Regions from separate parts of the Drosophila melanogaster genome. Here region 2 is linked to region 1. The links are chromatin contacts, called in public Hi-C maps. All regions are on one chromosome and are shown on one strand. Each heading gives the region's core, a stretch centred on a gene start, on an enhancer-like site or on the middle of the called end of the contact. The rest is flanking DNA. Distances are from core to core; before and after follow the strand shown.

Region 1 (4,692 bases), core at 750-3,249:
GTATATCTGAAAACCATGTGAACGAGGATATAAGAGCGACAAATACATATATTTATACCGTGAAGATTGAATGAAGGCCTTGATTTTCTTTGCTCCAAAAATGGAAATTTGTGCAAATTATTCTTTATTTGCTTAAACAAACAAATGCTTGGGGATTTTAGTACGCATATTGTTGTTACCGTACGTTAAATTATTCATTATATTTCAGTTGCAAATATAGGACTCATAAAATTAAAGTGTAAATTTAAATGACTCACCCTTTTCAAAATAAATCCATGCAATTAAAGTTGTACATTATTTAATTTCACATTTATTGAGCACAAATCACCTAAAAAAAAATATAAAAAAAAACACAAATACTCTCACATTTTGATGAGCCATTTCACAACAAAACACTCGCGATGGCAAAATGCACAAGATCACCGCTCTAAAACGTAGCATACTCTTAAGTGCACATGAGAATGCCAGTTGAACACGCACCAACACACCCACACACGCGCCAACGGAGAATGAGCCCAAAGGAGAATGAGGAAATTGCAGAAATTTACCAATTTCACCCGTTTAAACTAGAAATACCGTATCAAACGCATTGCGTCGACCTGCGCTCACTGGTTAATTACACTTTGTAGCACTTTTCGACAGCAAACGACGCTGATATTTATTTAATTTTAATTTTAAAGCGCGTCAGCCATCGCATTTTGTGTTTACCGCTGCTCACGGACGAAGAAAGTGACCGCTTGCGGAGAGAACTTGAACTTTTGAGCTGCAGGAGAGAAATCAAAAGAACGGTAAATAAAGCTTTGCCGCTTGGAAGCGTTGAACTGCTTGTTGTTTAGAAGCTTGTTGATCTTTCGCCACCCTTGCGCGCATTAAATGAAAATTAATTTTGAATCGATTTATATATGTTGGAAAAAAAATGTATTTAAAGAAAGCAATTGGAGGTAAACAGAGTTCTGTGGGAGGGGGGTGAAGAAAGTCCTGTCCCCGAGGGCCTTAAAAACTAAGCTAGATCAATAGATTGGTTCATCCTCCTCGCCTATGTCTCCATTTTCTCGACTTTCTTGCGCTTCGTTTTGGACGTCGATGGCGAATCGGTGGCATCTGTATCCTCGGGCACCACTTCCACTCGGATCCTCTTGCCAGCGACCACGTCCTCCTTCGATGGCTGCGTTTCCATCGCCCGCTTCTTGGGCTTCACGAAGCTGCCACGTCCCGCGGCGCGTTCCGCCTCCTCGATGCTGTACGGCTCGATCTCTAGGGCCTTGAGACGCCTCTTGTGCACCTTGGTGCGGAAATGTGCCTGCATGGCGGTGTCATCGATGAAGTACTTGGCACAGTGCACGCAGTAGAACTGCGCGAATCCCGGCTTGTCGAGATCCACATTCTGATTGATCAGTTCACCGCTCCGGGTCTGCAGATCGTCGTCGATCTGGTCGAGATCACGACGTCGATTCCGCACACGCCATCTCCTCTGCAGATGGGTATCGCCATAGTGCATCTTCTTGCGTTTCGATACCATTCCCATCTTGCTGACTTTTTTTTATATTTACAACTTTTACGGAAAATTTAATCGTTTGTTTTGGCACGTGTTTTGGTTGCCAATGGGGTTTTAGATTCTGCTGCTGCTGCTAGGTGTTTCCTAAAACCTGTAATGCATTTGAATGTTAATTTATATACTGTTACAGTAATTTGTTGCTTAACTTTACCTTTTTTTGGTTAAGAAACGAGGGTTTTAAAGGTAACAAGTTAATTTAATGCGCACATAGAATGTTGGCGACGGTCCCCGGCCGATTGGTTTCTTATCGATAACTGAAGAAATCGTGGTGTGTGCACACTGATACACAGCTGTTTTTATTTATTCGAAATAAAACTAAATTCAACCAAAACTAATTAAACTAAAATTCCATAAATTAGCTACTTGTTGCGACAATAAGTTGTATAAGTTACTCATTTTTAAGCTGCACTCCATCTACTTCGTCTTTTACAATACTATTTTTTGGCATTATTTAGTGCCTTTTCGTAGGCAGCGCACTGTTAAATAAAAAAACATATGCTTGCAATTAATTCATCAACAATCGTGCGAACAAGTTGTCTGCGGGCGGACCGTGCGCATTTTGTTTTAATATTATTTATTTCCTTGCCGCAGGAAGTAAAGTAAGCCCCTAACATTTGAATACATAAACATAGAGTTCGGTTTAACTTGCGTTGATAAAGTGCAATTGATAATACAAATAGTGGGTGTGTGGGCTGGACGCACACACACATGTGTGATTGGATAACAACACTGTGAAATAGATCGGGTTTTACACTTGCAAAAACGATTAAAGCAATTATTATTTTTCATAAGATGCTGCAGCCGGTCCACTCTTGCTATCTCGCTTGCTTCAAAAGCTCAGCGTTTGCAGTGAGTGTGTGTGCGTGTGTGATTTAGCGCAAAAAGCAACAACGAAGCACAAAATAAAATCAGAAACTGTGATTGTTGTTAAATGACTGGTGCAGGGGGTTGGGTGGGTGTCAACGGCAGCTGCATGCATTGTTTAAAATGTACGACTGTTGGCTTATTGGCATTTTTCGTTGACTCTCTGTTTTTAGCTAGACATTCCGTTGAGTTCGTCACTTAAACCGGTGTTACAGCATACATACATACATACATTGTAGATTGTTACAACTCGAGCCAATTGCCCGCCAATTGCAGTAAGTACAACAACAACAAAAAGAACGCGAAATGCGTGAAATAGTATAAACGAAACTAAAAACAAAGCTTAGGAGTCCTTATCGATAATCAGCGATTGCATACCGATTGTGATTATCAGTGCCAATCGCTTATCAGTCAATTATACCGTTACAAGCACAATTAACCCTCTATCTGTGTTCGTGCGTTGAGTGATATATGTATGTTCGAATTCAGATCAACAAACTCTCTCCTACTCTCTTTTCTTTACACATGTGATATAATAGCTCCCCCGGCCTGCAATAGAAAAAAAACACACGCACTCTCGCCGTTTCTCTCCCATTTGTTGCTGCAATACATGTCGGTCACGATTTGACATTTCGCAATTGGTGCGATTGTGAGTGTGTGTGTGTGTGCAGGAGCAGAGGATGGGGCTCTCTTGGCGGAGATCAGCTGATGAGATGAAGCAACGGTTAATGCCATTTGTCCATGCAAATAAACAGAAAGAAAAAAGTTTACGTTGCTAGATCGTTTAAATTTCACTTGATATTTGGAACTAAATTAAATTTTAATTCAATTCTTATTTTAATTCTTTAATATAATATGAATAATGAATCACACTTCATCACGTCGTGAAATTCCATTTTCAAACTTATATCAAAATATCTTAGCTATTTCGCTGAGTCTTAGCATTTAGCATAATAGAAATATTACTGGTAAACGCAGATTATTCATTATTACTTGCCCAAAATAGAACTAGAAAATATACAAATCTTAAACAATATTTAGTGATAATGGTTTATTTCATGATAAGAGTAACAAATGCTTTTCTCTCTGTGTAAAGGCAAAGCTACTAATGCAGGCGAATAAAAGCGAGAGTGATAGAGGTGAATAGGTCCAACCGGTTTGGTCCCAGTGCGTTAGTTTTCTGCTGTTTAATTATCAGAGGCGCTGAAAAGGGGGTTCCCATTGCCTCCCAAAGAAAAGCGCCCAAACGATTTCCTATCAGGGATTCCATAGAAACCAAACAAACCACAGAATGTTATTTATAAACCACGCAAATTTACCCTGAACTTTAACTTTTCTGTATTTTTGCACCAGAATAATAGTTTTTATAGTTTTTCCCCACCGCCACTGTGTTCAATGATTATTTCCAAATCGAACTACAATTGCTGCATCCCAGAGTAGCAATTATGTGGCGTATGTTCTCTGCTTATGGGTTATTTTGAAAGTCGTTGGTTGCCGTACCGATCTTTGTCTTGAAAAACAAATTACTACCGTAACCGAGCTAATTTTCCTTTCATTTCGGGCCAAAACCGAAAATAGTGGCAGCCAAGCCAACCAGTTAACCAGTTGTGCCAGTCCAGTTCAGTTGGATAACTATTGAGTTCATCGCTTGAAGGCTAAAGCAATCCGTTCCTCAACAGATCGCCGCATTAAGAGGTTTTAAATGTACACTTGTTTACCTATTTTTATAGAAATTTCGCTCCTCAGAACAAAAATGCCAGCGAAGCGGGTTTTTTTTTTTTTTTTTTTTTTTGTACCACGAGTGGATTTCTAAAGCTCGTTTGTTTGTTTTAATGAGATATGGGATGAGATTGATTACAGTGAAAAGGGGGAGGAATACGTGTTTTAACTCTTCAATGGAATTGGCGAATGTGATTGCTTGCAATATTAATGCGGACTGGATTATTGTTTCGACCATTTCAACTTGACGACAGTTGTCCACATTACGGATATCGAAGGAAGTAGGCCACAATTTCAAAGGAATGGATCATTAGTTGGGATCATTTTTTAGAGGTTTTTGCCTATGTATGCCTAAACTCATATCAGTCAGCCGCACATCCTGTCATAGCAGCGAGCTTCTTGGACTGCATGCCACAAGTGGTTCGATATTCGAGCATGTTTCACTGATTACTTTGCAATGTGGTGTCGTCGCAGCACCTTATCACTAAAACTGCGATATTAACTGAATGCGGTGAACCACAGACACAGAGGCAAACAAAAAAGTGAAATAAATG
Region 2 (4,700 bases), core at 1,191-3,690, 33 kb after region 1:
TGCCCTCGAGCAGAGCAGCCGTAACCTGTTGCTGCTGCTGTCCGGTGATGGTGTATCGCTGATGCTGCTGCTGCAGCTGCTGCTGTGTAATCTGCTGCTGCTGCGGCGTCTGTGGCTCCTGCTTCAGTTGCATGGGTGGACGTAGGGAGCCGGGCGCCAGAAACATGCCCTGTCCCATATACTCCACTCCGGCCAGGGCCTGGTGTTGCTGATAGGCGGCTGCTGTCACCAGATGCTGCTGATCCTCCGCGGGCTGCGGGGTGCCTGCCTCGTCCGTTGTCGTCGTCGTCGCTGTGGTGGTCGCCTGGTTTAGATTGATAGTGTGTTCGTTAGTACAATTGGCTGCCGCCGCTGCTGCGGCTGCTGCTGCAACAGCCAGCACCTGCTGCTGTTGTTGCTGCTGCTGTTGTTGCTGCTGTTGCTGCTGCTGCTGCTGGTGGTGGTGCTGCTGGTCCGTTGACGACGAGGAGGATGTCGGCGTTGAGACGACCACCGACGACGAACCACCGTGCACCACAACATGCTTCAGTACCTTCTTCTTTTCTCTGACCTTTTTGGCATAATCGTTCAGCTTTCTCAGTCTTTCCTTCCGCTCCTCCGGTGACTCATTGGCGATCCTTTGGCGCGCCCTTGCCGCCATTTCTGCCAGCCGGAGCTTTCGCTGATCGTTCGTCTCGCTGGCGCGATACATGCGCATCCTTTCGGCCAATTTGGCCAGCCGTTTGGCCCTCTGGTCCGGCGACTCCATGGCCCGGCGTAGCCGTTGCCTGGCCGCATTCCTCACTAGCCGCATGGCCCGCTCTATGTCGGATTCATTCTGGCGTCTCTGGCGATTGGCTTCTGCATTCCGGAGTAGTCGCTTGCGATACTCCTCCTCGCTCTCGCGCTGCCGGCGTTCCCGCATCCTTTCAGCATTTCTGGCCAGACGGCGCTGGCGTGCCTCGGGGCTCTCGTTCCACCTCTGCTGGTGGCCAGTGGTGGAGGCACCTGTTATGGATGCGGAACTGGCACTGCTGGTGGGTCCCAATGGAGTGGGTGGCTGCTGCGATTGCTGCTGCTGCAATTGCTGTTGCTTCAGTGGTGCATAAAGCTGGAGATGCTGTTGCTGGAACTGCAGTTGATCCTGTTGCTGCTGGTGAAGATGTTGCTGCTGGAACTGTTGCTGTTGTTGCTGATGCTGCTGCTGCTGTTGTTGATGTTGCTGCTGTACGTGCTGCTGCTGTTGTTGCTGCTGTTGCAATTGCAGCTGGTGATGCGAGGAGAGTGGTACCAACAAAGCTGAGGGATGCTCGATGAGCAGGCGGGCATTGGAGCCATTGATGGCCAGCACATGGGTGGCGTACTGCTGCTGATCAAGTGAGGGCTCTATTTTTATCCCATTGGGATCTGGTTCCATTCTTGGTCAAAAGCCGGGGCAACAACAATCGAAATTGTCGTCTATCGGGGCTCCAAAAGTGTACTGTTTGTTATGTATATATATATATTTATATATATATTTATAGATATATATCTATATATGTGTATATAGACGATGGGTATTTGGTTATCGAAAGGATGAGCGCAGTCCTTCCGATTGTTTCGATAACATCTAGGGGCCGCGCTCTTGCTCGCCCCCTCTCTTTCGCACGCTCTGGGCCGTCTCCCGCTCTTTTTTTCGTCCGCTGCTCCTTGGCGTTTCCTCTTTGTGTTTGTTTTGTTTCGCTTTTTGCTTACTAGTAGTTATATAAAGAATATGTGTGTGCTGGCGCCGTTTCTCTCTCGCACTCTATTTTTGCGGCGATCACTCCGCTATTGTTATTGTGGTCCTCGGGCATTTCTTTCGTTCCCTTTTTGGCTATGAGCGGTATTCTTCTTCTCCATTTTTAGCATTATGCACTTTATTACCGTTCGTATTTGGCCATTACAATTTTTCGTGCGTTTTCATAAAAGCGTGCTTCTTCTTGCGAGTCAGTGACAATTGGCGCCGCCGCCGCGCTGCTTCTGCGCTGCCAATCGATTTTTCACATGATTATACACACACACCCATGCAGCCGCCGTCCGCACACACAAGCACGCACTGCTAAACACACACACACACACGCGCAACGAAGCAATACGCAACGTACGTGTGTGCGAGTTTTTTTCCGCTCCTTATTTTGCTTTTTGCACAAACCTTAACCCTTTGATTTGTAATTCCATTTATTCGCCGTGCTGCGGTGCATCCAGGCGCCTTTTCTCTTGGTGGGTTAAAAGGATGTTCTGTGGCGGCGCAGCGTTAACTTAACTACCGGGAATTTTCCACATAGCTGGGACCAGCGTATATCTGCCACTTCCGATCGCACCGTAATGTCATTAACTTGAAGTATGCGTACTTGTTCGCAATCCGTGGTACTGTATCTTTAATTTAATTTAATTCATCTTATTTCAGTTGTTTTCATTTCAACAATCGTTCTGTTCACAGTAGGGATGGTAAAAAGTATCGATACATCGATAGTTGAGCAGGCTGTCGATTCATTGGAAAATGCAACTGATTAACCGATGTTCCGCTTGAAATATCGCCCGGGTTTATTTTACAATTTGGAAATTAGTCTTGCAGGCAGATAATATTTATATTATTATTTGGCTGCAGTTTTGCAGTACCATATTACAGAATATATGTACTATTTTTCCATACTTAATGTTATAGTTAGATCAGCTTGTCGATAGCTTGATGTTTGAAATCGATTTTTTAAAAATCAAGCGTAACGTCAAGACATGGATAATTCTATTTCAATTGTAACAAATTTTCGCCTCTTGGCCACACTGTTTTAAAGCTTACTTTACATAACAATCAACTATGTTATGTTATGTTAACAGGGCATTAACATTCCAAAGCTTTCAAATCTTTTTGAAATGAATAAATGCGATTTATAAAAGTGAATTAAACTATTTATATAAAATTAGAAACTATATTATTTCCAATAAGAGCATTTCGTTGATAATCGTAGATAATCGTATATATAATAGGATTAGTTCAGTAGCATGTGCTGAATGGAGTTTGTAAATTATTTATATTTTATATTTAAATGTATTTTAGATGGGAGTTTTTAATTTGTTTAATTGCTGTGATACTTAAATGTACAACAAGCATACGGATGGCGATCCTGAGAATGGGACCCACCCTTCAGGTTCATCGAGGACATTCTGTCAGATTTGAAGGAAATTTTCAAAATTGTAGTGTTATTATCAACCATTCCTGATCATTTCCGGTTGATAACGCTTTTACTTTTTTTTAGATTATCACTATTCCCTATTAAATTCCCACCAAAGCTCAGAACGCAGCATTTAAAAATTGTGAATGCAACTTTATTCAAGTATATTCATTTTGTTATTCTCGTTTTTTTTCGCTTATATTTTTCTGTTTCTGTTTTCACTTTCTTGGTGTTGTGTTTTGTTTGTTGATTTTTCTTGTTGTGTGTTGTCATTGTTAGTGTACACGAATATTACAATACACAAAAATGTATCTCAATCTTATGTCTTAAGGCAAAAAACAATTGATAAACGTATTTAGACAGGAGAAAAACAATTTGAAATTTCGACTAGAACTTAATGGTTACACTTTATTAATAATAATTAGCATAATATATATATATACATATGTATATATATGTATATATAAATATATATCATGTATATATCATGTGGGCCCGCGCGGAAGGACATGGGCGTGGGAAGAGGCTGAGGATATGGATAAGGATAAGGTCTAGGAAAAGTGGGCGGTTGGATGTTGGCTGGGGAAGGGAGGAAGGATTGCGTGCTTTAACAAATATTGCGTTATGTGCCTGGCTACGGATCATGTGTGTATGCTCCAACTATATATGTATATATATATATATATATATATAAATTTGTATATATACATATATTTATGTGGGAGCTGCCGAGTGTGTGTATATTATCCTTATGTGAGTGGCGCTGTCCGTTTTGGGTTACATGCCTTTACCAACTTACACACACATATGGGGGTTGTTCGTCACTAGGGTGCCTCAGTTGTTGTGGAAAAATACGATTTTTGAATGTTATAGCAAGTTTCGCCCGAGGATTTCCTCGAAAGGCACTTGTTGCCTCGTCCATCCGCGATGCTCAGTAATTATTTTAATATTTAGTTTTTCGGGTTTCTTTTTGTTAAGCTTGGGAGGTGTACCTCCAGTCGTTGGCGATTTTCCCTCCGTTTTTTTTTTTTTTTTATTTACAGTGAGGCACCCTGGCGCTGTAAGCTTCCTTTTTCCTGGGGGAGTGGGGGATATTACTGCCCTTTTTTGGGGGCTCTATATGTGTGGCAATGACTATGCTAGTGCATGTGTGTGTGGGGGTTGGGGGTGTGTGTGTGTCTGTGTGTGTGTGATTGGTTTTTGTGTCGTGTGTGTATACATATCGTACGAATATAATGCATGCATTATAAAAATACTTTACTTTATGATTACATTACGTTACTTCATCTTGTTAATTTTTAACTTAAAAAAAAAAATTGCCTGGCTTTAATCCTAGAGTGCCTGCTGCCCATTCATTTGCAAGTCCTCAAGAATCCTTCTGGTTTCGGACTGGTTTCCTTATCTCAAACTTTTTTCTTATAGGCTGTATACAATATATATATATGTTTATATATATATATAATTTGTAGATGTGTCTGTGTTCCTCTGCCGATCCTGGCCAGCTTTTAGGGCTGCTCGGCCAAGCTGCTC

What was found. A called contact is a pair of places that touch in the nucleus more often than the background predicts.
Region 2: a Hi-C map of the Kc167 cell line shows a contact between it and region 1, with 3 times the contacts expected there. The contact joins the promoter of CG14442 here to the promoter of Ctr1A in region 1. A contact is called at or near these places in 5 of 107 Hi-C or Micro-C datasets (the Kc167 cell line, the OSC cell line and the S2 cell line).

Annotation. Positions count from the first base shown.
Region 1 is chrX:6,659,648-6,664,339 of dm6, forward strand. It overlaps Ctr1A (Copper transporter 1A), which reads left to right and starts at 2,000. Exons shown (of 5, transcript NM_132108.3): 1 at 2,000-2,154. CG3224 reads right to left here and starts at 1,815. Exons shown (of 2, transcript NM_132107.4): 1 at 1,707-1,815; 2 at 905-1,646. The coding sequence starts at 1,525. The coding sequence ends at 1,037. Cdc7 (Cdc7 kinase) reads left to right here. Exons shown (of 4, transcript NM_167080.2): 4 at 1-62.
Region 2 is chrX:6,692,561-6,697,260 of dm6, forward strand. CG14442 reads right to left here and starts at 2,441. Exons shown (of 2, transcript NM_132114.2): 1 at 1-2,441. The coding sequence starts at 1,396. It overlaps CG14440, which reads right to left. Exons shown (of 1, transcript NM_132115.3): 1 at 3,306-4,700.